Linked DNA regions of Rattus norvegicus: region 2 is linked to region 1. The links are chromatin contacts, called in public Hi-C maps. All regions are on one chromosome and are shown on one strand. Each heading gives the region's core, a stretch centred on a gene start, on an enhancer-like site or on the middle of the called end of the contact. The rest is flanking DNA. Distances are from core to core; before and after follow the strand shown. Region 1 overlaps Prep (prolyl endopeptidase). Region 2 overlaps Bves (blood vessel epicardial substance).

Region 1 (7,686 bases), core at 2,009-4,508:
GTTTAGATTATCGGGCTTTGCTCAGCTAGCATCTCCCCCTACTGAGCCATGTTGCCGGTCAGATTTGGGGTTATTGAAGGAAGGGAAACAAATGAAACTCTTGAGTATCCGGGCTTGTGTACCAGGAGAGGAAGAATGGACAGATTAGAGACGTCAGTGCCCATCCCTTGCCAAGAGCTGCATTATTTTGAATAGGGTTATTATTTTCTTGGTTTGTCTGGTTTGGTTTTTGCTCAGGATGTTCTGCCGTATGCAGTTCTAACTTACCAGGCAGCATGTATCAGATGGCGTTTGGATAGATTCTGCCATCCATGAATCCTACCTGAAAACTCATCACGGGCAAGGAGTTTGGCATTTGGAAACTTTTCCTTAATTGAGTGTTGGGAACAGACTCAGTATCAACGTGATGCTGTTAGGATTCAAAGCCGTTATGAAAGGAGTACAATCAATCTGGTAAAGATCTCCTCAGAGGAACATGGTGAACTCTCCAAGCTGTTAAAACCCATTTCCCTGCCTCGGTCAGCCTCCGGTCTCAGGTGCCTCTGCTTCCTCTGCACCCTTACACACACACACAGTTCTCAGCTCCAGCACCCGACACAGAAACAGGTGACCGTTTTAGTCCTAGAGGGTGGCATCTGTCAGTCCTGAGACATCATCTGAGAATGATGGCATTGCGTATAGCCTGGGTACACACTAGGCAGTTCCCTGATGACGGGACTCCATACCTACTCTACCGTAAGCAGTTGTAAGCCTGGGAAGCCTTAAGCAACTGGTTTTAAAAGTCTGGCTCCTCCTTCCCAAAGCATTCTGGGATCTACGTTTTTTCAGAGCATTCTCCATTAGTTCTCTGACCATCATACATCATGCTCAGTCAACAAAATATCAGTTATTCCTGTTTGTGTCTGTCTGTCTGTCTGTCTCAGACATCTTAGTGTTAACCCTCCAAGCCCTGCCCTGATTGGTTTTCCATGGAATCTAGAATCGAGTTCAGCGGCAGCCCCTGGATAGCCCCTCAGTAATCTTGGTTGGATAAACTCGTCCTCAGCTATGGTCCACTGAGTAGCTGTGTTTGAGGCATGTCTTTGGATGAAGAAATAGAAGCTGGGTGATCTCAGTGAAATCAGCCACCTTTGGTGGCACCCGTGTGCCCTCGTCTACTCTGGGCAAACGGATATGCTTTCTTTTCGAAAAGGTTTTGCCTGCAAACCTCGCCGTGGTAGCTCACGGCAGGAGTGAGACTGCACACAACTCTGTCTCCATTTTTGGTAGTATTTCCACGTGTCGGCAACCAAAGCCAGCCCCGGGTGGCAGCGTTCTTGGTTCCTCCCCATTGGAATACCGGCGTACTAAACCTCATGGTAGTAAGAACGGCGACTTTCAGTTTTGATTCCTGCCAATGCCGTGAGGAAGGAGAGTAGATCTAGTCTCGGGACATAGCTGCCTCGTTTATGGTGATGCTGACCTTTAATCAAGGAAAAAAGTGACTGTGACTTTAAGGAAGTTCACAAGACTTAAAATCTTTGTGTATCTTTAAAAGAAAGGACGTGGAAACTAGGAACTAGGAATTGCATATTTCATAACTGGTCGGGCTAGCATTACTGCCTCTCTTTTGCACACAGTGATTTTAGTCAGGTTGCTTCTGGGAAGCGAGGTTATTACAGCTTCTATCCTACGGCTGAAACAGCAGTACTCAGTAGAGGAAGACTTAGGCTGCCATCAAAGACTCTCTTGTTTGTTTGCTCCTTGATTTTTTCCCCCCTTTTCTCTGGTTTTTTTAAGAAAAGAGTTGGAAAGACCTTATTAGCACAATGTGTGTCTTCCCACTGATCTCTAAAAAAATCATCTTTAAAAATCACCTTAATGCAGTCTAAGAAGCTAGGCAACTGTTAATTTTTAGTTGAGAAAGGTATTTTTTCTAATCTGTACATTGAGAGGAAAGTAATGTATACGTAGTTTTGGGATTGGTAGCTTGAACATGGAAAATACCAAGGAGTTTCCAGTTAAGCAAATTATGTGACTCCGTGATGATCACCAGGAGGAGGTCCCCTGTCTTAACTGGCATTGTGACAGTGACGTGCCCTGGGACTTGTGCCTTAGACTAACTATGAACTGCTGGGCCTGTTAGTCTAGTGGTGCTGGGGGGAGCTCTTGGGACGTGCTAGCAGCAGCTGCTCGCCAAGGTCTGGCGCTCTTGCACAAACATTGCCGTTCTGTCTTTCCGTTGACTGAGGTGCTGCAGCTGAAGCACATGTCATTTGTGATTGATGTGGCATGGCTTTAAACAGCTGCACGGTTTCTGTCTGTTTTCAAAGGACAGGAGAACAGAAGCCTGAACTAATTAATGTTAAAGAGGCTGCTTTGCATAATATTTAATAAAATTGTAATTGCGATTACGGATGCTTTTCGTATAGGACGGTCGAAAAAGGTAGGGTTGAAATGATGAGCATTAGTTCCTTAGCTTTCTTTATTAAAAGCAGAGAGAAGTAAAACGTGAGTCTGGTCAGTCTGAAGTGAAAAAGAAAGGTTCGTAATGAAAATGACTTCGAGGTGTTAGAGTTGTACATACTGTAATTCTAGCGCTCAGTAAGTGGAACCAGAAGGACCAGGAAGGAATTGAAAGCCATCTGTAGTTGCATAGTGAGTTCAAGGCCAGTCTGACCTACATGAAATTCTGTCTTTAAAAAAGGAAAGTGAATATATACACACATACACACATACAGGCACACAGACACACACACAGGTCTGGGACTGTAGCTGATTGGTAGAACACATGCTTGACCTGGAAGCCTCACGTTCGCCCTCCAGAACAAGAGAAGAAAAGGGGGAAAAGCAAGAATAGAACAGTGGAAAGACTTGATAACACTGGTTTTTAAAAAGCTTTAGAATCTCAGATTGGATATTGAAAACCAAACCAGGTCTCATTTCCTTTCGACAGGCTCGCCATGCAGTAGGGTCTTCTTCGCTGACCACACCGGTCAGTACGGTTCCTGCCTCAGCTCCTGTCCTGCACAGCCAGAGAACTAAACACAAGAGCTGAAGCAGCTGTTGCAAGAACTTCATTAACAGATAATTAATTGGGGGTGACGCATGAGAGAGGTTATTTCTACAGACGCATTCTGCCTTGAGGGACCCCATCACAAGGATGACCAACTCGGAGCATTTTATTCTCACCAAACTAAGGATCCAGAGGGGCTGAAACTACTAGAATTTGTGTGGCCATGGGGACTTCCCAGGATGAGTCATAGGGATTTACTTTAGGATGGCTCAGTGACTTCAGCTGTCTGTCAGGACGCATGTGCATTGAATGGGACTCTCTAATTCAGGCTCAGCACAACACCCTGGAGCTATAAACTACTAAAGGCTTGACAAGGCTTGGTGTTACTACAAAAGTCACAACGTTGTTATCACAAAAGTAGCAAAGCCTTACCAGCACCTAGGGAGACAGTGGTCCCTGGGGAGCTAGGGCTTCTGCAGTCAGGCTGCAGGCCACAGCCAGCAAGGCTGGCGGGCAAGTGGGAAAGGAGCCAGCTGCTTTGCCAGCAAATTAATTGATTCAAAACATTTTACAGGCAGATTAGAAAGAAAGAGTCCTGACGACATTCCAAGTCGCAGAATCCAATTCAGAAGTCACCACATGGCCAGTGAAGCAGAATAATGTGACCCTAAAGCCAGAAAAATCCTTAATCCTAGGGAGAGATTCAGGAACGGCAAGTGAGTCAGCAGAGATTTTAAAAAGTTACAGAAGTAATCTACAAAGGCGTTTGGACAATGTTAGGCAGGACCAAGAAAAGCTCATTGTCTGAAATGCCAAGATAGAGGTGAGGGTGTTCTTAAAATGTAAATGAGGGGGAAATGCAAAAAAAAGTTACTTTGGATTAATTATACAAACCCACAGATCCAAGGCGCGCAGCAAATCCCAAGCACACTGTTAAAGCTACCTCTGTAGTAATCTACTTGCAAACGAGTGAAAGGAACAAGGAAATACCAAAGGCCTCCAGATTAAAAGTGCTCCCGAGTGTATGAACGCACTCACAGTACGCACATACAGTATACACACACAGCACACACACACACACAGCGCACACGCATGCTACATATGGATAAAGTCAAACTAAGTGACAGTTCTGTGGCATTGCCAATGAGCCGTGCCAAGAGACCTCCCCATGGGCCCTACCCCGGTGCTCTTTTTAAAACTACAGACTTTTACCACATGTCCTGTCCCCTTTGCTAAGATTTCTTCCTGTTCTTTGTGGCATTTGTTGGTGTGTAATATGTGGCATAGTTCCATACTCAGGTGTGTCTCCTTTGTCAAGTGTGACATTTTCTGTGACTTTACTGACGCATCATTAGCATACAGAAACAAAACATACATGAGTTTGTACCTAGATACTTACAACATGTCTGTGGAGTGACCAAATAAAAGAACAACAGTTAGGTATAGCAGACTTTGTAGACAGAACAATAGTTGTGTACGCCTGTCTGTCTGTCTGCGTGCATTCATGACTGTTTCTGTGTGCGTGTGAGTGTGTGTGTGTGTGTGTGTGTGCGCATGCCTGTCTGCCTTCGTGCATTCATAAATGTTTCTGTGTGTGTGTGTGTGTGTGTGTGTGTGTGTGTGTGTGTGTGTGTTTGTGTGTGTGTCTGGCTGTGCCTGTGCCTGTCTGTCTGTCTGCCTGCGTACATTCATGAATGTTTCTGTGTGTGTGTGTGTGTGTGTGTGTGTGTGTGTGTCTGTGTGTCTGTGTGTCTGTGTGTCTGTGTGTGTCTGGCTGTGCCTGTGCCTGTCTGTCTGTCTGCCTGCGTACATTCATGAATGTTTCTTTGTGTGTGTGTGTGTCTGTGTGTGTCTGGCTGTGCCTGTGCCTGTCTGTCTGTCTGCCTGCATGCATTCATGAATGTTTCTTTGTGTGTGTGTGTGTCTGTGTGTGTGTGTGTGCGCGCGCTCATAAAGACGAAGGATTTAAAGAATTCACCCTGTGACTAGAGGCTTGCCAGCTCTTTAACCGGAAGAGTGAGCTAACAGATTGGAAACTCTGCAAAGAGTTGTACTTGGGCTCTGTTCTCTTAAGACCCATAGCTGGTTAGACGAGGTGCACCCACATTGTGGAGGGAAATGTGGTTTACTCTGTGTCCACTCATTTAAGAACCATTACTACAGAAGCCTCTTGATTAATGCTTAACCAAATATCCAGACTCTGTGGCTCAGCCAAGTTGCCGTAAAGTTACCAATCATGAGACTGTAGAATCTCATACGCTGCAGCCGGGCGATGACATAGGTTGGCACTCCTTACTTTAGATTCCTATTATTACTTTTTTTTTTTTTACACTACCTGTGGGTACGCTTTTTCATACTTGAAACTCTCAGAAGTGGAGGCTTTTTCCCTCTGAGATCCTGTGGGAGAACTGACTAAGGAAATGGATGAAGACCTACTCTGGGGAAAGGTGAGACTGTGGCCCTGGACTTCCTACCTGCATCCGCTCTGCTAACCCTTGCTTATTTAGAAGGGTAGCCCTATAAACACAACCCTCGGCAGACCTAGAGGTGAAGCGTGTTAGTGTTCAAAATATCAAACTACACTTTCTCAGATAATAGGTGAGGAATTTAAATACAAATTACCACTTCCTATTTCCCGATAATACTTAAATTCCTGCGTGTTGGGCAGTGGACTGTGTCAGGAAACTTGGCAAGGTTGAGTGGGTTTAGAAACCCTGGCGCCCACCTGAGGATGGTAGGAGTTTCCCTACTCCCAACCAGATCCTGGGTTGGGACGGGTGACCACAACTCCCCACGTAAGAACATGACCAGTGGTCACGTAGCACAGAACACAGAACTCCGTGTTAATTAATGAAGTATCTAGATGGGCTCTGAGGGTTCACCCAGTGAGCTTCCCTTCCTGGACAGTCCTTTCTACAAAAGGTATCTGGTCTCTGGCCCTCCCTGAGGAAAGCGTATGCACCATTTTCCAGGATGGACAGTGAATAAACAGTATAGGTAAGCATCAAGAACAGTCTTGGGGAGCATGGAGAAAGTCTATGGTGAACCTACTTCTCCCTTAGAAGGTCCCTCTGTGCTCCCAGACATTCACCCGCTGAGCTAAGCCAGAGTCACCCCTCCCCTCCAGCCTCACGGCAGATCCAAGGCCCCCTCCATTCCAAGTCCTCTGCCCAGTTGTCAGAACCCCAACTTCAACCTCAGCCTACATCGTTCCTCACCCAGGCTGGGGTCCCCATCTTAGGCTGTGTTTTCCCATCCCCTGAGCAATGTATCCACATTCCCAGCAAGCCCAGCACCTGATGATGGCGTAGGGTAAAATACAGTCTTATCGTCCTGCTTTTCGTCTGCCTGAGCAGAGCTCACACATCTCGGCAGAACTCAAAACTACACCTATGTATTTTCTTTTTCAAAGTAACTTCATTCTCAGATCCTGAGTTCGGAGTAAAGGCGCTGCGTTTGGCGTTCCCTTTTCCCTCCGTTGGGTATAAAATGTCCACTGAAGTCTCTTGGGGAATTTGGTCCCCAGCTGGGGGCGTCGTTTTGACTGACAGGTCGTGGAACCTTGAGTGGGCGTGGCCTGGCTGAAGGAAGTAAGTTACTGTAGGGTGGGCCTGCAGTTTATAGCCCAGCCTGGCATCCCACCTGTCTCTGTTTCCTGATCCACCCAGATGTGATCAAGCTCCTACTGCCAGACCTTCCTGGTCATGGATGACTGTGACGCCTTAAACCACAAACTCAAATGAATCCTCTTTCCTTCCAGGTTCTTCTTCCAGCTATGTGGTCACATGGATGAGAATAGTCATTAATTCATAGTTAACGAATCGGCCAAGAACAGGTCCGTGACTTGGGCTTATGCGCTGTTTCCGCCTCTTTGCAGTTATCCGATGACGGTCGCTATGTCTTGTTATCGATCTGGGAGGGATGTGATCCAGTGAATCGGCTGTGGTACTGTGACCTCCAGCAGGGATCCAATGGTATCAACGGTAAGTCATTTTCAGACCCATCGAATTACCCCAGGATAGTCCATTAAAAGGTGATTTTACCCTCTGCACTTACTTGTGGTAAGATCTCTTGTGCCCCGGGAGAAGCTGGAGTACTGGTCTGGAGCTGTTCAAAGTCATCCAGTTGTTAGGACGCAAACTGTCACAGGCAGGTTGCCACCGACCACTCAGGCGGAGGACACCGCGGGAGAAGCAGGGCTCTGGTACTCAGGAAGACACAGGTTTGGCGCCATGACAGACAGACACAGAACACTCAGGGTGGCTTGAATCTGCTGCGATTTTACCGAAATCCACTTCGTGGTTATACACAATGCTTGAACAGGAGCTAATTTTTTGACCCCTTGCCAGGGTACACTCAAACAATAACCAAGAAAAAGTTTAACAGTTTACATGAAGTTCAGAACAGAAAGCAAGGCAGGAAATAAATTTTCCTGAGAATCAGACTGGTGCCAGACGGTGGTCATAAACCTCATTTACCTCAATCTCTAAATATCATCTCTCGGATAACAACAGGACAGCCAACTGTAAGGAGTCTTTAGTCTTTTACTCTTTCTTAGCCAATATTCATGTAATTGTCTTTTTAAAGAAAGGATAGTTGCTTTTGATAATAGGCAAGCACGGGGACGTGATCTGGCCAAGCATTCTATAAAATTTAAAGAATAATATAATACTCTCTTTCCATCAATATTA
Region 2 (7,686 bases), core at 3,332-5,831, 270 kb after region 1:
ACGCGAGTTAATATTTCATGAGATTCCATCATAACTAGAGGCTGCGATGGAAGCCATGGCAAAGACACAGTCTCACGGCAGCTGATACGCCGGAACACAGACTGCTGTGTGAGCATGGATCCTGATAATTATCTCCATTTAGACCGCTGACCTCCAGGGGCTCCATTGATTTGTGTTCTCACAAACATTAACAAGGCGAGCGTTCTATTTCCCCGTACTGATCTAAGAACTTAGAGATCGCATGCGCCTCCTAAGAACTTGTCAGTCAGCAGGATCCTAACTAATACTAGCTTATTTCACAAAGAAGCGAAGGGCCCTACCCAGTCACACTGCTAGGGGGCAGCACAGTGGGCAGCGGTCCCTGGAGTTGACCACAGGTCACGTGGCCTTTATCTCTTAAGGCGCTGCTCATGTGTCATGGCTAAGTACAAAGCATCTTCCCCCTCCCCCACCCCCGCCAGTACTGCCTTCCCCTCAGGAGCAGCCTGAGACATACCTGGTCCCTGCCTGCTGCTCCTCGGTAGTTAGTCATCCGCGGTGCCGGGCAGGCTTGCTGTCTGTCACTCAGCAGCAGCGACCGACCATGTATAGTTTCACTTTGGCTAGTCCTGCTTCGTCTAAGGTCCTTCTGTACCCCGTTGTTGTCCCCAAGCCTTTGAAGAGTTGAATGTCAGCCACTGTCCTTCCCCAACACAGTTCCGCAGTAGCTGGCTGACTGACTACCGCCAGCCCTGCGGCTAGGCACAAAGGGGTACGCAGGTGTGGGAGGGTGAGGCAGGCGGAGACTCCTAAAGGACGCATCTTGGCCTTGAAGGCAGCGATGGAAGGAAGGGAATTCGGGCTCGTGTTGTTATGTGAACAGTTTGTCACACATCTTCAAAGTCTACGTCATAAAAACTTGCTTTTCGGGCCACCAAGATGTCTCAGCAGGTGCCCCACAACCCATGTGCTGGAGGGAAAGGACCAACTCACGTAGGTTGTCCCGACTTCCAAATGATGCATTGGCACAAATGCACACGCACACATACACGAGAAATAGAATTGAAATTCTTACGTCTCTTTAGGTGGTACAATGTCCCCACCAAGCGTGAATTCCTGGTAGGGAGGATGAGAGAGTGAATGAATTGTCTCTTTGGTCAAATGTCATCCGCAAAGACCCTGGGGGTGCGCTTTCCCCAGCGCTGTTTCTCCCGCTGGACACTTCCTCCTGATGTCTGTGATCCTTCCGTCCAGGAAGTACGAAACGTGTGGTGGCAGGAAATGACATCCTAGGCTGTTTTCTGTTAAAGTTGGTGGTTTAGGAGAACAATTGTTCTTTAAGGAACTATTTGTTAAAACAACTCTCCGAGGCCAATATTAATCAGATGAAGTCAGACGTAAGGTACTACCGTGGAGCAGGTGAACTGAATCAGACCTTGGAACATTCCCCGGAAATTCTGCCTGTTTATGAGGCTCACGCTACCGAAGCACAGGTAGCAGGTTCTTCTCCGGTGTGTCCCCTCAACTCCCAATTTAGTTGCTCATTAAATCACTTGATTGAGACCTGGAGGGCGATGCGTTCCCAAAAGGGTCTCCCAGGTGTCGGGCAGGGCGTGACTTCAGCAGTTTGCAATCTGTGTTTCTTTATAGCCATGTCCTCCCCGCAGCAGCGAGCCTCTCCCAAGATGAAGCCAATCGAGGAAGGGCTAGAAGATGACGATGAGGTCTTTGTGCCGGTGTCTCCCGCTCATCAGTTGCCTTGAGCAGCACCTGGCGACCACGACAGAGGCTGACCTGAGGAGCAGAAGACCCACACTCTGCTATGACCTTTGGTGGTTTGCTTCAGTCCTGCCAGATGGGAAGTGAGGGGCGGCCGCAGACAGGAGTTGAGTGCTGCCTGTCCCGCTAGCCAGCTCCTTGTGCTAGCCGAGCCTTCTGAGTAGACCTCACTCTATTTTCAGACATGTATTTTTGCAGTAGATATATTAATATTGTTTTAATTGACCTTGAAGCTGTCAACACATCGCCTTTTCGCTTATTTTTCTAAGTTGTGGCTCTTTTCTCACGTGTGCTTCCCCCCCCTGTCGTGGGAATTTGGAACGAGTAGTTGTTTTGATCATCTTAGCGATGTAAGCCAAAGTTGAGGCTGACACGACATTAAAAAGTTTACCTTTTGTTCAGTCGACTTTTTCATGATACATTTTAGTAGGTGAACACTTGTCTGGTCTTGTTTCCCACCCCAAGAGCTGAAGTGTTTCCCCCACCGGGGCCACCCTCCTGGTTGGGTGCAGATGGCTCAACAGTGACTGCCTTGATCTGAATGAGCTGTGAATGACCTCATCCCCTGCCATTTATCGGTGACTCTGAAACCTGGACCTGGAGTGAGCGTAAGCATTTCTGAGCTCAGTGTCAACTCTCAGCTAAACTTTTTCTCTTGCCATTTGGGGCCATCTCAGCCACAAGCTCAGATACAGGAAAGGCCCCACTTTAGAAGAAACAAAGACAGGCTGGGGGCACTGAAACTCAGCTTAGCCCTTCGTCCTGTTTCTGGGATGACAGAAGCAGATGGCCCGAGCCAGACACTGCGGTCCACACCTAATGCCAGCACTTGGGAGGCTGAGGTAGGAGCGCTAAGAGTTTGAGGTCCCCCTGGGGTCACTTAGCAAGACTTTTGTCTCAGAACAACAGAATATTTATTTAAGGGCCAGCTGATTCCAGAACTGTGGTCAAGAGCAAACCCATGGGGCAGAGGTTTCACCTGAGGCCTGAGGCATCCAACAAGAGAACTGCCAGGAAGGCCTTGGTAAGGATCTTTCTTTCCTGCTAGCCATGTTTTTAGGGATGTACGAGGCTTTGTTCAAATCATTAGTTTCAGCTGACAGTGGCATGTAGCCACCCAGCTGAGGCCACTGATTGGCTGTGATAGTCTTGTCATTCACGTTTACTTCATCCGCTCAAAACAACACGCAACACCCACCACACTCCCCCTCCCCATGTTCCACAGCTAAGGAAAATTCACTCGACAGCTCTTAATCTTGAAACAATGAAGGAAAGGGGGGCGGGTAACATAGCCTTGCCTTTAAGGTTGTCGCTGTCAACCAGGGGGACACTTTGTCCATTAACCCACATAAGATGTGATAGGGTGGGTCTCGATTTCCACGAAACTACTTAGCTCGCCCACACATAAGGCTAATTTACAGTCGCTCTGCAAACGACACCCCCTGAGAAGGCAGGAATATCGGATTCTGCTGTCACCAGTCTTCATGTGTGGCGCTTCAGGGGACTCTTCTACCCCAGATAGTAGAAAAGGTTACCTCTGCTGATCTGCCTGACTATGTACCTGAGGTATTTGTAGTGCCGGGGGAATGGAGCTGTTTTAAAGGCACGCAGTTAAAAGCGGGTAATTTAGAGTCATTTGCTCTCCTCTTGGAAACGTCGTGTGTATCAGTGTCACCGATATCGGAGATCAGAATCTTGTGGCGGGGGATCTTCAGAGAGCCACTTAGTCTGAGTACGAAACTTGAAACTGTTTTTAAAAGACATACCTCCAAGGAAGACGGCAACTGGAGAACAGGAGCCCAAGCCATTGAATAACCCTGCCACACAGGCTTGACTGCAAAGGAGCAGAAAAGAGGACAGGGAAAGAGCTCCGAGGGTTAGGTCTACGGACAGCTTTAGATTCATTTACACAGACAAGCAAGTGTATTTTTGTTCAAAGCATAAATTAATAGATTAAAGGATGTTTGTGCCAGGCTCCTGTGAGATGCTTCCTCTGATTTTAGCATTCGGTTAGCCCCGAGATAATGTTCAGAAAATGCTCTGCAGAAATTATGCTATGTCCCCGACCTTTGTTTAATGAAACATCAAGTCAGTTACAGGCCTCTAGAGGATAATATTTATACCAAAATGAGACTGTCACTTAGAATAAAACCCTCAGAACATTTATATTTATAAAGCAGATAGCACAGATAATTATACAGATCCATAGTTATATTTAGCGTACGTTAGTCATAATGGGTTCTGTGTTACCTATTCGTGCTTTCTGAACTCTCTGCCCAGTCGCCCCGCTATACTTTAACAGGCAGGCACCGATGCTTGATGTGGGTCAGAGGCAGGATCTGGCTCAGAGCCTGTGCGTCTGAAGATTTTTGTGGGGGTTATTGTTGTTCTTTTGGTTTGTTTTTTGAGTTTGTATGTTGGCTTGTTTTAGTCAAAGCCACTAGTTTCCACTGCCTGATCCCACTGAAGCCCTAAACACAGGAGCACACGGAGGCTGGAAAATCTATAGGAAAAGCTGAGGGGACCTGCGTATTTCCTTGTCCCCAGCACACTCAAGTTGGGGCATTTCCTCCAGGAAATGTCCCAGCTAGAAAAAGGTGGCTCTTGGCTACTCAGTCCTGCCTTTAGGGCTTAGTGCACTTCTCCTACAGACCCCCAGGGCACCAGCTACCCTTAGGGCTCACTTTTTATTGAAATCCATTTGCTTTGACCCTGCTATGCCTGTTTCCTTTCTCCTTCCCTTCCTTGCTTCCCAACTCCCTTTGCTATCGCCAACTAGAGTGACTGGAATTCCCACCCACTCAGCTCAGTCTCCAGCGGTGACAGCTCTGTGGAAGCTGGAACACATTTGTGCTTCTGTTCTGCTACCCACAAGACAACACCCTCGCTGGCCGCAGCCATATTTTGTTTATCACAGCCTCTGGGAACATGCCGGGAATGATGAGACAGTGTACGTATTATCATTTAAAGAAACTTATTGTAAGTGCCATTTATAGGTTTCCTGTTAAACTTGCAGGCTAGTTTTAAGATGTCAAATTTCACAAGTGCTTTATGCGGACACGTTAGAGGAAGCTTTTCAGATGACGTTTACATGGGTAATGTTCACTTTATATCGAAGGCGTATGTCTTTTGTTCAAATTCACCCCATACATTGTCATTTGGTTAAATAAATTTTTACTTAGGAAAAAAAAGTGTGTATTTTCTGTTTCAAGTTTCTTGAACTTAGGGCTTGATTCCCAAAAGCAGGTTTGGGCCAGTTAACCGCAGAAGTTAAGGGATCAGCCCTGAGAGATGGTGCTATTCTGTTTTGTTTAAATGACCTAGGGTCCGTTGTCTTGATGGCCTTTGGCCAGCATAAGAGGCTGCAAGTCAGTGTCAACTGCTGACCGGTCACAACTTCACAATCTTTGCAGTTTCCCTTCTGGGACAGAATATCGCACCCCAGTATCCCCTCTCATTCTAAAAGGTCCAACAATTCACGGGTGTCTTGAAAGAGTCAGGGTCCCCCAACACCTTCCCTGGGACTGTGAGGACATTTTTGCTCTTAGAAACCCAGTTTCAGTGTGTCTCTGAGGTTTTTAAACGTGTCTGCACGTATGTATGTGTATGTCTGGTGCCCACAGAGGACAGAAGGGCATGTTGAACCCCCTGGAACTGACTTACAGTTTTGAGCCCCATGGATACGGGAATCAAACCTAGATCCTCTCCAAGAGCAGCTAGTGCTCTTAACCACTGAACCGTCTCTCCAGCCCCAAGCTTATTTCTAACGAAATGATACGTGCCTTAATTCTCGACTTCCAGCATTTCCTGTATCAGAACAACTCTGGGCTCACAGTGCACACAGAACAGCTGTGCTGCTCTCCGTGTGAGGAACAGAGCAATTACTGAGGGAAAGCGCACTGCTGGCATTCCCATGTTGTAGACCCCAATACTTCAGGTCTATGGGAATTTGCAGCCTTTCTCCCAGTCCAAGTTCAAGTGTTTTCAAAGGATTGACCATTGTATATAGGAAATGTCAACCACACAGCTTCCTCCTGGATGACTGTAACAACACTGTTCCTATGACACCTCCTGCAGAGACTAAACCTGCTTCCTCCCTGTACAGTAAACCCATCCCATCTGCTCAGATGTGGGCTTCCAGCTTGCTGCTGCCTCTGTGTCTCCATCAGAACATCCAGCCTACCTAACCCCAGCTCCCCTTTACACCTGTCTCTGTGTCTGTCCTTCCTCACCATCCCAGTCAGGCCAGTTGCTGAACCTTGCAGGTCCTAGCATCAAAGTGATTGGAGGATTTGCATGCTGAGATAAAAACTGCTCTGATAGGGCCTGTTTACCTGAAGGAGATGGGGGGTAAAAAGCAAATAGTTTCTTTTTAATTATTTATTTGTGTGTGCTTGTATGTGTTTGCCCACATGGATGTCCATGTACCATGTGCATTCCTGGTACCTGAAGAGGTCAGGAAAGGACGTCGGATTCCCTGGGACTGGAATTACAGTTGTGAGCTGTCATGTAGGTGTTGGGAATTGAACCTGGGACCTCTGGAAAAGAGGTCAGTGCTTTTAACCTTGAGCTATCTTTTCTAGTCACCAAAAGCTGATCTTATTAACAGAGCCACCAAGTCTTTTCCTATATCCAGTTACTTCTACCCTGCACCTCCACCAGGGCACATTAGCCACCTGCTGTGATGCCTGCATGGAGAGTGGGGTCCTCAGGAATCTACAGTAGGTCCAGCTGCCAGCTGCCATGTTGTATCCCCTGTGACGTTCAATGTCCTCTTGCTTGCCACCGTTTGCTGACAAGGATTCAGATACACCGTGACTGGTTATAGTTGTATGTAGTTCCATGTCTAGGAGACCAGCTGATCTTGAATCAAATATATTTGAGTCTGGTTATAATGATATGCACCTTTTAATCCTGGTAAGAGGAGGCAGAGGCAGGCGGAACTCTTTAAGTCAGTCTGGTTTACATGGTAAGTTCCTAGACCTAACAGAGCTACATAGTGAGACCCTGTCTCAATTTCCCTAAAGTGGAGGAAACTATGTCTCTATGGAGCAGCTGAAAGCTTTTCCACATTACACCAGACCCTAAGACACAGCGTTAACAGCCTTTTATACAGCATTTGCTTTGTGTTGGCCATTGTAATAAGTGCTGATTCAAGTCTGTGGGTTCCTTTGTTTTCTTGTGTTTAACATCTGCTGGGGGTACTAAAACCAAGCCTTGCCAGATGACAACTAGGAAATTTCATAGGTAGGCTTATTAATAATATGAAATAGTTAGGTGTTCAAATTGTAGTCGAGGTGATCTATTTAAAGAATCACTTTGGAGAGTGTGGGTAGTGCCCCCTCTGCTGGTACTGTTGCGGTACAGCATGGCCTCCAGCCAGAACGAGCAACTGCAGACAGTGCTCATTCCTTCCTCCCTTTCTCCCTTGTCTCTCCCTTCCTCACCACTCCCCATCCCCCTGCCCCCGACTCTGAGACCAGATTTGCTAGTCATCCCAGGTGGGCTTCCAACTCATGATCCTCCTGCCTCAGCTTCCTGAGTTCTTGGATTGAAGGCACACGACACCACACATAGCCTTTTCTACAGTTCCTTAAACGTCAATACTTTTTAATTAAAAGAAATGATTTTAAGATGTATTTTTATTTGTGCAATGTGTTACACGTACACATGGTGTGATGTTTAAATTAATCATGACTCCTCAAGCGCTCATCACTTAACTGAAACCATCAGAAAAGAGTTAGTATCTTTAATTTTAATAACTCTTTATTTTGTGTGCTAGGAGTGCAGCTGCCCAAATGTGGAGGTCAGAGGACAAACTGTGTCAGCTCTTTTTCCACCACGGGAAGTGGGAGGGCATGGAACTCTGGTCATCGAGTTTGGCATCCGGCATCTTCATCCACTGGGCCATCTCACTGGCCTGAAACA

Evidence for each region. Hi-C and Micro-C count contacts between places; a contact is called where the count stands out from the background.
Region 2: a Hi-C map of Schwann cells shows a contact between it and region 1, with 3 times the contacts expected there. The contact joins two enhancer-like sites. A contact is called at or near these places in 6 of 12 Hi-C or Micro-C datasets (Schwann cells, frontal cortex, hepatocytes and 3 more) and 1 of 1 datasets of contacts at active chromatin or transcription factors (oligodendrocytes).

The regions. Positions count from the first base shown.
Region 1 is chr20:50,171,908-50,179,593 of GRCr8, forward strand. Prep (prolyl endopeptidase) reads left to right here. Exons shown (of 15, transcript NM_031324.2): 7 at 6,873-6,978. Among named protein-coding and RNA genes, the nearest start is that of Prep, 37 kb to the left of the region's middle. Within about 2 kb of position 3,259, at least 9 of the 93 cell types and tissues checked have an H3K27ac peak or open chromatin away from gene starts, as enhancers often do. A contact at or near this core is called in Schwann cells, where this site is marked.
Region 2 is chr20:50,437,705-50,445,390 of GRCr8, forward strand. It overlaps Bves (blood vessel epicardial substance), which reads left to right. Exons shown (of 7, transcript NM_001077590.2): 7 at 1,630-2,139. The coding sequence ends at 1,742. Among named protein-coding and RNA genes, the nearest start is that of Bves, 37 kb to the left of the region's middle. Within about 2 kb of position 4,582, at least 5 of the 93 cell types and tissues checked have an H3K27ac peak or open chromatin away from gene starts, as enhancers often do. A contact at or near this core is called in Schwann cells, where this site is marked.